2 separate regions of the Mus musculus genome follow, and region 1 is linked to region 2. The links are chromatin contacts, called in public promoter capture Hi-C maps. All regions are on one chromosome and are shown on one strand. Each heading gives the region's core, a stretch centred on a gene start, on an enhancer-like site or on the middle of the called end of the contact. The rest is flanking DNA. Distances are from core to core; before and after follow the strand shown.

Evidence for each region. Promoter capture Hi-C pulls out the DNA fragments that hold promoters and counts their contacts.
Region 1: a contact with region 2 is called in a promoter capture Hi-C map of liver, with 4 times the contacts expected there. The contact joins the promoter of 2900092D14Rik here to the promoter of Il18r1 in region 2. A contact is called at or near these places in 3 of 39 promoter capture datasets (liver and stem cell-derived epiblast-like cells).

What each region holds. Positions count from the first base shown.
Region 1 is chr1:42,697,829-42,702,534 of GRCm38.p6, reverse strand. 2900092D14Rik (RIKEN cDNA 2900092D14 gene) reads right to left here and starts at 2,199. Exons shown (of 1, transcript NR_027891.1): 1 at 1-2,199. It overlaps Pou3f3 (POU domain, class 3, transcription factor 3), which reads right to left. Exons shown (of 1, transcript NM_008900.3): 1 at 2,325-4,706. The coding sequence ends at 3,896. The region is part of intron 1 of Gm46091 (predicted gene, 46091); the gene reads right to left.
Region 2 is chr1:40,463,777-40,468,225 of GRCm38.p6, reverse strand. It overlaps Il18r1 (interleukin 18 receptor 1), which reads right to left and starts at 2,220. Exons shown (of 11, transcript NM_008365.2): 1 at 1,869-2,220. It overlaps Il1rl1 (interleukin 1 receptor-like 1), which reads right to left. Exons shown (of 11, transcript NM_001025602.3): 11 at 2,811-4,449.

The DNA of each region.
Region 1 (4,706 bases), core at 950-3,449, 2.2 Mb before region 2:
AATATTTTAAATACACCTTGAATTATTTATTGTACAGACTTGTCAGGGGAAGGTGATTGGGTAGATGGGGTGATCAAAGCTTGGATAGTGGCTCGGGAGCCACACTCTACTGTAAACTATAACTGGGCCTAGTTTGAAAGTAGCCAAGCTGATGGACCAGAACTTTGTCACTTTCCTTTGGGTTGGAAGGGGAAGAGTAGGCAGTCTGAAATGGAGGAAACAAATGGGCAGTTTACGAAGCACAAGACATTTGTGCTGCATAAGAACACAATGACCAAATTCTTTTTTTTTTAAAGACCTGGTGATATACAACAATATGTTCATTATTTACATGTGTAACAATATGAGCCTTAGCACAAAAACTCTCATATCTTCTCTGCTGTGTTTCAACCATCAATTTCATTTTGTAAATACATTCAAAGGATTGACTTTAAAACAAAAAGTGCAAGCGTCAGCTTACTTTACACAACACACAATGACAAGCAAAACTGCTTGGTTTGCCTATCTTCTTCAATCAAAAACGTACTCTGCTACCCATAGATCTGGGCTTCTTCCAAAGTAACCAGCAAATAGAAGACAGGGTAAAATCTAACATTAGCTCTTTTGTCATGAGCTAAATCAAGAAAGCAGATACCTCCTGGCATTTAAAATAGACCCATTCCTTTCCTAGTCAGGCACCACCATTCCAGCAGGAAAACAAAACAAAACATCAAACAAACAAACAACAAAACAAAACAAAACCTCGCCCTTAATCAAACAACAAAAATAAAACAAAAACAAAAACCCACCAAGATCCCTGTCACACACCAGTGATGTGTTCCATTTACAAACAGCCTGGCCCATTCCTCACTTTCAGGGAGGCCTTCTTGGCTTACCCTCAGAGCCTCTAAAACAACAACAACAACAACAACAACAACAACAACAAAACAAACAAATAAAAAGATGATGACTCTCACCCTACCCCAACTCCAGGCAGTGTGATAACAATAACAGGAGAAACAGAAAACAAAAGCAAAGAGAAAAATAAAATGTGGTTTCTTATCTGTACCTTCATGTCTTTCTGTTTAATAAATATGGCCTTTTCCAGATTTCATGAATCAGAATGCTGGTGATTTTTTTTTTTTTTACTACAATTTGGTATCTAAAATAATGCAACCCAAATACATGGTTGTCTGGCTGGGCTCAATTTGTGCTATTGGGTCTGTCTGTGAGAAACTATTTCTTGTCCTCATAGTTTCCCAGAATTTTTTAACCCTTGAATCTATATTGGGGGAGGGGAAGCCAGCAAAGATTAGGCAAAAGGTGAATGGTAGCTGAGATTGGGGGAAATGCCTGTGTAAAAATCATTGTTTTTCCACCTAAGTACTTAAAAAAAAAAAAAAAAAAACCACATACAATACAAGGACTCAACCAATCAGAGCCTTTCTCCTCTTTATCTCTCATACCCTGAGGTGTTGTATTTCCAGCTTGTAAATACTGATGCATCAACTTGATAAATGTGACCATCCTGCAGGGTCTTATCTAAAAAGTGACCAAAATAACTAAAGCCTAGGCATTGGTAAGGAAGATGAAGAGTTACTATGCCTCTGAAGGACCAAACCACAGAAATGGGCAGCCTGGAGTCTGCGCTAGGGACAATCTCAGCACAGAGCAAAGCAGGGCTCAGTACCATCATCTTTCATGAAAGAAATATAGGAAGAAAAGCAAATATAGGCTTAATAATGGAAATTTAATCACACATAGTTATCAATGGGGAGTAACTGATATCAAAATATTTCATGAATTTATAAGCTATCCTTCGCAACTATTGATCCACAAAGACAGAAAGAGAAAGAAAAGAAAGAAAGAAAGAAAGAAAGAAAGAAAGAAAGAGAGGAAAGAAGGAAGGAAAAGAAAGGAAGAAAGAAAAAAACAGGGATATATTGGAAGGCAAGGTGATCAAAAAGAGGCTGACCTAAGAGGAACTGTATTTACCATGACTGGCTGGTGGGCATATTTTCACTGGTGATGTAGCAAAACACAGGTACTTTCAAGAAAATGGCTAATATTTATAGATCACTCAGCAAAAACACTAGAGACACCCATTGAAACTGAGGGTAAGGAGAATATTGTGAAATTTATGGACCAACAAGGAGTGAATAACCACTATTGCTAAAGCAACTCCTTTTAGCAACCCTAGCCTGTTCTGGAGGTTTCAAACATACCTTTGCGTGGGGAAGCTCCGCTCTCTTAATGCTATGACTTAAGGGTCTGCATTAGTAAAAAAATATTTTCTAAAGGATTCTTTTCTTCCCACACAGTGTTTATGCATCAGACACAGACCATTTCATTCTAACAAATTTATTTTCTCAATCAGCTCTTACGGAATCACTACTCAAATTAAATTACAATCAAATGATCACATCAAAAGATACCCTTATTACCTAACAACTGTCCATATTTTCATTTCATTTTGATTTGTGCTCGTCTGAAAAAAACACGTAATACAAGATCTGGGGAAAAATAAATTACCGTTTTGCAGCAGTTCATAAGTATTTTGAATAAAATATTAAAAGAAGTCATTTAATGAAAATATAAAGCAAATATTTTTAGATCAACAACGGATCTAACGATTCTATATTGCCGTCATTTGAAAAGTCTGTTTATTAAAACCTACCAAAAACACTGCTTGGAAATGGCAGTATTACATAATCACATCCGCAGCACCCATTCAATCAAAGTTGGCAACGCATTGAGGGCAGAAGTCAAGGGAAGTGCGCGGTTGGTGCTGTCTTTCCACACCCTTTTATCGGAGTCAGTCCAGAAATAAAAAATAAAAAATGTTAATAAAAAAAATATTAGCGGCGGAATCTTTAGGCATGGTCCACCCCGAGCGGCAGTCAGCAAAGCCCGGGTTTGGTGGTGGAGGCCTGGCCCTTGTGGGCGGTCTCAGAGGCTGGGCCCGGGCCCCGCTTTTGTGCCCTCTCCGCTAGTGGATTGCGGCTGGACGTACCTACCCTTCAGCCTCACCCAGCCTTGGCTCTTTCGCGATGCTTTTATTTCCAAGTTTACTGCGGAGGATGCTTTCTTTTGGCTTTCTTGTTCAGTCTGTGAACTTCAGAAGCGGCGAATCTTCCCCCCCAGACTCTGTTTCTCCCTTCTTCCCATTTCTTAGTTGATTTATTTGTTCCCCAAAGACTTGAATATGGCCAAGAAAAACACTGTCCAAGAGCAGAGTCAGACCTGCAGGAAACCTGGTGCGTCTTTCTTTTCAGGTCGCTCCCCATAAAGAAAGTTTCCATGGATCTTTTAGGCAGCCCTTTTGGAAGAAGTGGAAGAAAGAGGGGGGGGGTGTCTCTCTCTTATCTCCGAGGCAGGTGTTCTCCACCGACGACGCCATGCAGGACATCTCGGTGTGGACAGTACCTCAAGTGTGCAGTTTAGGTGCGTTAGGCATCTTCACCCTTCTTTCAAAACAGAAGCAGAACACCACCACAGTATAAACGAGATGTCCCTGTTGCCCCTTTTCCTCTTCCGGTTTTGTTTGTTATATATGCATATAAAACAGTCTTGGTATTTATTATGCTTAAAAATTTTTTTGGTCCCTCCTTTCTTGGACTTCAGAAAGAGTCTCATCGGTCTCCAGCTGTCCTCCCCCCTCCTGGGGCCGTGGCACGCCTGTCTTTGGGCGGAGGGGAGGAGGCCTAGATGCCCTGGCACTGGCCAGGTGCTGGGTCTGCGCGGCGGCAGCGGCGGCGGCGGCGACGGTGACGGCGGCGGCGGCGGCAGCAGCAGCAGCGGTGGTTCTCGGCGGCGGCGGCTCGGAGACGGCGGCGACGGCGACCATGGCGGTGCTGACAGCGGCTGCGGAGGTGGCGGCGGCGGCGGCGGCCCTCTTCGCGCTGCGCCCCGGCATTCACTGCACGCTGGTCTGAAGCCCGTGGTGCGGTGGCGGTGTGTCAGCGCTCACGGTACCCACCTGCGAGTAGACATCGTCCGGCGTCTGCTGCTGGATGCCAGGGGGCGTCATGCGTTTTTCCTTTTGGCGTCGGTTGCAGAACCAGACCCGCACGACCTCCTTTTCCAGCTGTAGGCTGTCGGCCAAGTTGGTGATTTCCTGCGCCGAGGGTTTAGGGCACTTGAGGAAGTGGCTCTCCAGCGCGCCTTTGACGCTAACCTCGATGGAGGTCCGCTTCTTGCGCTTGCGGCCCTGCGCTGCGATCTTGTCAATGCTGGTGGGACTGCCAGTGCTCGAGTCAGCCTCCTCCAGCCACTTGTTCAGTAGCGGCTTGAGCTTGCACATGTTCTTGAAACTGAGCTGCAGGGCCTCGAAGCGGCAGATAGTGGTCTGCGAGAACACGTTGCCATAGAGCGTACCCAGAGCCAGCCCCACGTCCGCCTGGGTGAAACCCAGCTTGATGCGCCGCTGTTTGAACTGCTTAGCGAACTGCTCCAGGTCGTCAGACGTCGGCGTGTCCTCGTCCGAGTGAGGGTCGTGGCTGTTGAGCCCTGGCCCCGCGCCGCCGCCGCCGTGATGCGGGGGTCCCTGCGCGTGGTGCGGGTGCGGCGGGTGCGGGTGCGCGTGGTGGTGATGGTGGTGATGATGCTCCGCCAACTCGGGCGTGTCCCCGCGCACTAGCCCGGGGTGAACCAGGCTCTGGGCTCCACCGCCCGCTCCACCGCCGCCACCGCCGGGCCCCGGGGGCGCGCTCAGCATGCCGTTCACC
Region 2 (4,449 bases), core at 971-3,470:
AGATGCAAGTCCCGACTCATCATTCGATTTATTGCACACCTACACCATCTCTGACTTCTTAAAGCATAATGTCTTCAAAGGTTTATTTTGACAGACATGCTGCCCACTAAACACACACGGGAGGCAGCCTGAGCCCTTGACTCTTCCACATTCCCAGCTGATTCCAGTGTACAAACAAATGGAAAGCCACCAATCTATAGGTCTTGCCTGTGCACTCAGAAAAGTACATTTCTTATTAGACACATTCAGTTCATAGTTGACATAAAAAATATAAAATTAATCCATATGCAAGCATGTATGTGTGTGCTCATAAATAGAAAGGATAGTTACAAACTTAGTTGCCCAATGACATAAACTTTTCTCTAGATTAAATTAAGTGCTCTTCCAAACGTTTTGTGATCTGGAGGCATAGGGTGAAGGCCAGATGCAAGGTGACAAGTATCTCTGTCCCCCAAGACAAGGGAGTCCTTTCAAAGGATGTCAATGTGGTCATGTCCTTAGGTCCTGAGTTTCTGTTCTGTCCTTTTGGGTCCTTACCATGAGGAAACTGACCACATTCTAGTAAAAACAGTTCATCTGAGCACATAGATACTAAGCTCCTTAAAGCTTCCAGGTAAACACACACACACACACACACACACACTCACGTCCATACACACTCAGTTTCTAAGGCTGGGAGAGTGGGAAACAACTAAGCTTGTGACAGTTGAGTTTCAGTGACTCACAGGTAAACATGTCACCTCAGGGACAGTCATTGCTTAACAAAACATGACCCTGATGTATCCCTCACACTGCTTTGGTGAATTATGACACCCAATGAGGTTTTTCTTTTCCTCGCTGGGACCGCCACTGAGCTGGGCTCTCCATGACTCTTTTTAAACACGCAGTCCCTTTTGCTACAGTCTCCAATGGGTGTTTTACTTCATCTGCAGAAAGGCGAATCAGTCTGGTACAACCAACAAAAATGATCTTGAATACACCCTTGCACTTCTGCTTTAAGAAAAAAAAAAAGGTGTGCACATTTGACTTTCCATCTGTAAGGAAAGGAGAGTCATTGCTACCTCACGACACTTAGCGTAAAAATGCCTGCTGCTATTATCTCCATTTTCCAAAATGTGCCTTCACAAACATGGATCCGGACATGAAGACCATGTTCCCTTTCCCCCCCTCCCCCTCCTCTGGGACCCTATCGTCCTTGCAATATGACACGATGTTTGGCATTGTCAGGAAGCTTGCCAGTTCAGGCCAACCCTAACACACAGCACTTCCAGGGCTCCTGGACCAACCTCCACTTCCTGGTGAGGTACCCAGGAGAAGGCTCTCTGCTTTTCCATAATGTGTGCCTAAGGCAGATATTCTTGTGACTGCAGTGTGTGTGTGTGTGTGTGTGTGTGTGTGTGTGTGTGTGTGTGTGTGTTTGTGTGTGTGACTCACGAGTGTGTGCACAAGAGTGTGAGTGTACATGCATGTGTGTGGGCGCTTGTGCATGCATCAGTGCACACATATGTACATGCATGTACTCATGAGGGAGAGTGAACTATTCCCCAAATCTGCATAAATGGGTCATTCACTGATGCGATAACTGAAGATGTTCTTAGATAAATTTCTGAATATTTCTCCCCTCACACCATTTATTAAACCTGATATTGCCTGTTTCATTTGTCTCCTAAGAGGATTAAGCAACTAAAATACAGCACACCTGTGTGTATTGTCAGCAGAGGGTAAGAGCTGAACAAATCAACTGTTGCTGTGTTTTAGCTGTTCATACCTCTCTACAAAGAACATATACATTTGTACTCACTAGTTATACACACACACACACACACACACACACACACACACACACATACACACCACTCACAATTGACCTTGTTTTCAGGATCGTTGTGGGTGGTTCCTCTCCTTGCTCCAGACAGCAGAAGACAGTGAGGACTGGACATCAGAGTCTGCCCTTACCTTCAGAGAGGTGGCCCACACACAGGCCTGGGCAGTGGCTTCTCCTTCACTTACATCTGTGAAGCAGGATTCGCCCAGCAAGTGAGACTAAATACCTCCTGGTCCACAACTGTGACAACAGACAGGGAGGGAAGGCACAGTGAGGCAAGGCCAGGAGCTTGATTAGAGAGATTTGGCAAACCAGAGAATTATCGCAGGAAAAAAAAAAAAGAAGAAGAAGAAGAAGAAGCCAACGACCGGGGGTAGGGAGGTGGAGGGCTGGGAGAGGAAGATCAGAATAAGAAGAAGAAAGGAAAAGCTAAGGTTTCAGGTGGGCACCGCCTGGGATGGGAGGAGCTCCTAAGAGCTGGGGGACTGAAGCCTAGGGCGCTACAGGCTGCTCCACCCAGGAGCGCTCAAGCTTTCAGTTCTGGGAAGACCTGTACTCCTGGCAGGGTTTCTCTGCATGTCCCTGCTCACCTAAGAGCTCCACAGTTCCCAGAACTAACCCCGACACCCCACCGCTGAGGCGATAGAGCCCCTGGAGTTCTCCTGCCTGGATCTCAGCTGACTCCTCCGCCAGACCTCCAGGGAGGCACAGCCACCGCCTTTGGCTTCCCGGAACCTGCAGCCTGTCTACTCAACCACAAGAACCACCTGTGTGCCCTGTGCGCGCCACACCCTTCAGGCAGAGGGCGCTGAGAACCCAGGACTCCTGCACTGCGGGAGGAGAGTCCTTGAGACTGCCAGGCTCGCAGAGCCAACATAGTGCCAGCCAGCGCAGGATGCCCAGCCTCCTGGATGGGTGGAAAGCCACAATTGGGAAGTTATAGTGAGATTTTAAACTGTTCAAAAGAAACGAAGGCCAAACAGTATTTCTAGATTTTTTTTTTTAATAAGCTAGAACTCTTCAAACACACATGAAGAAAACACACAAGGAGTCAATGGCACAATTATTTTTGCCCAGTGAAAAATAATTTGTCATACAATAATAAATAGGAAAGGCATAACATTTTGATACATGGAAAACAAGCATTTAACAAACTTCAACACTCTTTCTACCAGAACTCACAAACTGGACAGTAGGACGGCTCCTTCCCTTCCTAATCTAATACAGAGATGGCTACAAGAGGCAACACGAGGAAACGCTTTGTTTACCTGTAACTGGTAAGCAAATAAGGTCAGCTCTGCCTGGACAAGCACTTTGAAGAAATGAGGGGAACAAAAGTAGAAATGGGAGAAAGCCCCACAGAAGACATTTTTACATGGATCATGCTTTGAACCTTTCAAAACAGTAAAATAAAACTAATATTTTGAGTTTAGCAAAAGCATCAAAGCATATGTGTGTTCATTACAGAAAAATCTATTATTTCTTCCCTTTCTTCTTCCTTCTTCCTTCTTTCCTTTCCTCCTCCTCCTCTTCTTTTTCTTTGTTGTTGTTGTTGCTGCTGCAGCTGTTGCTGTTGTTGTTAGGACAGGTTTTCTTTTTGTAGCTCTGGTGTCCTGGAACTAACTCTGTAGAGCAGGCTGGCCTCAAACTCACAGAGATCCACCTGCCTCTGCCTCCCAAGTGTGCCATGCTGCCCAGCTCAATTACATGCAAATAGTTTAGACTTATCAGAAGAATCTCGGGAACAAATAATAATTCTCTTTAGTCATTTTCCATGGATGGAGCAGCAGGCATGAGGAAGCAACTATTCCCAGGGATGAGATTGGAGAGAATTTCATTTTTAGAGGTCTTCATTCAGCACAATCATGGAATACACACTCAAACTCACACGGCTCACAATGAGATTTCATAATCACCAACATTAATATTTATCCAGTTCTTTCTGAAATCCGAATACTTCTATTTTCAGTTAGCAAAGAATCCAGCACGTTACTATGTTCCATCCAACCTAAGAAAAATTACTATCTGAGGTTGCTAAGGGACGTCCTCACAGCCACAGAGCAAGGATTCCGTTATCGGGAGTGAGGACTTCCTCCTGATTGCACGTTCTGGGACATGAGACAGTTATGTACACAGCATGCTTTTCAGTGGTCAGTTTTGGCAACTCACTAAGAAGTAGATGAAGCTGCAGAAGATCAAAACCTTCTACTACAGCAGAGCAGGTGGACTTAGCAAACCAGGCAACCACAGGGTGGATGCATGCGAGGGGAAGTTTGAATTCCTCATCACCCTCAGCTCAAGCTTCAGCCTTTGAACTGAACACTAGCAAATGTTTACCTGGCAACCCAGCCTAAGGGTACAGACTAAGAGCACACTGTCCCCAGAGAAACGGGCTACTCTAGATCCTCTACACACACTTCTGCATACGGCTTCTCTGCAGCCTCATATGTTGACCGTGAGTTCAACATTCCCCTCCTTTCAAGAGTCTCCCAAATTCTGTGTTCATTGTCACCTCAGCCTGGAGTCCCATCACCGACTGAGCAACTCAGCTAAGGCAGGGCTCATATCTATTGGCAAAATTCAAGGTACCTGTAAGACACTTGCCTGGGCTCTGGATCCGTTTC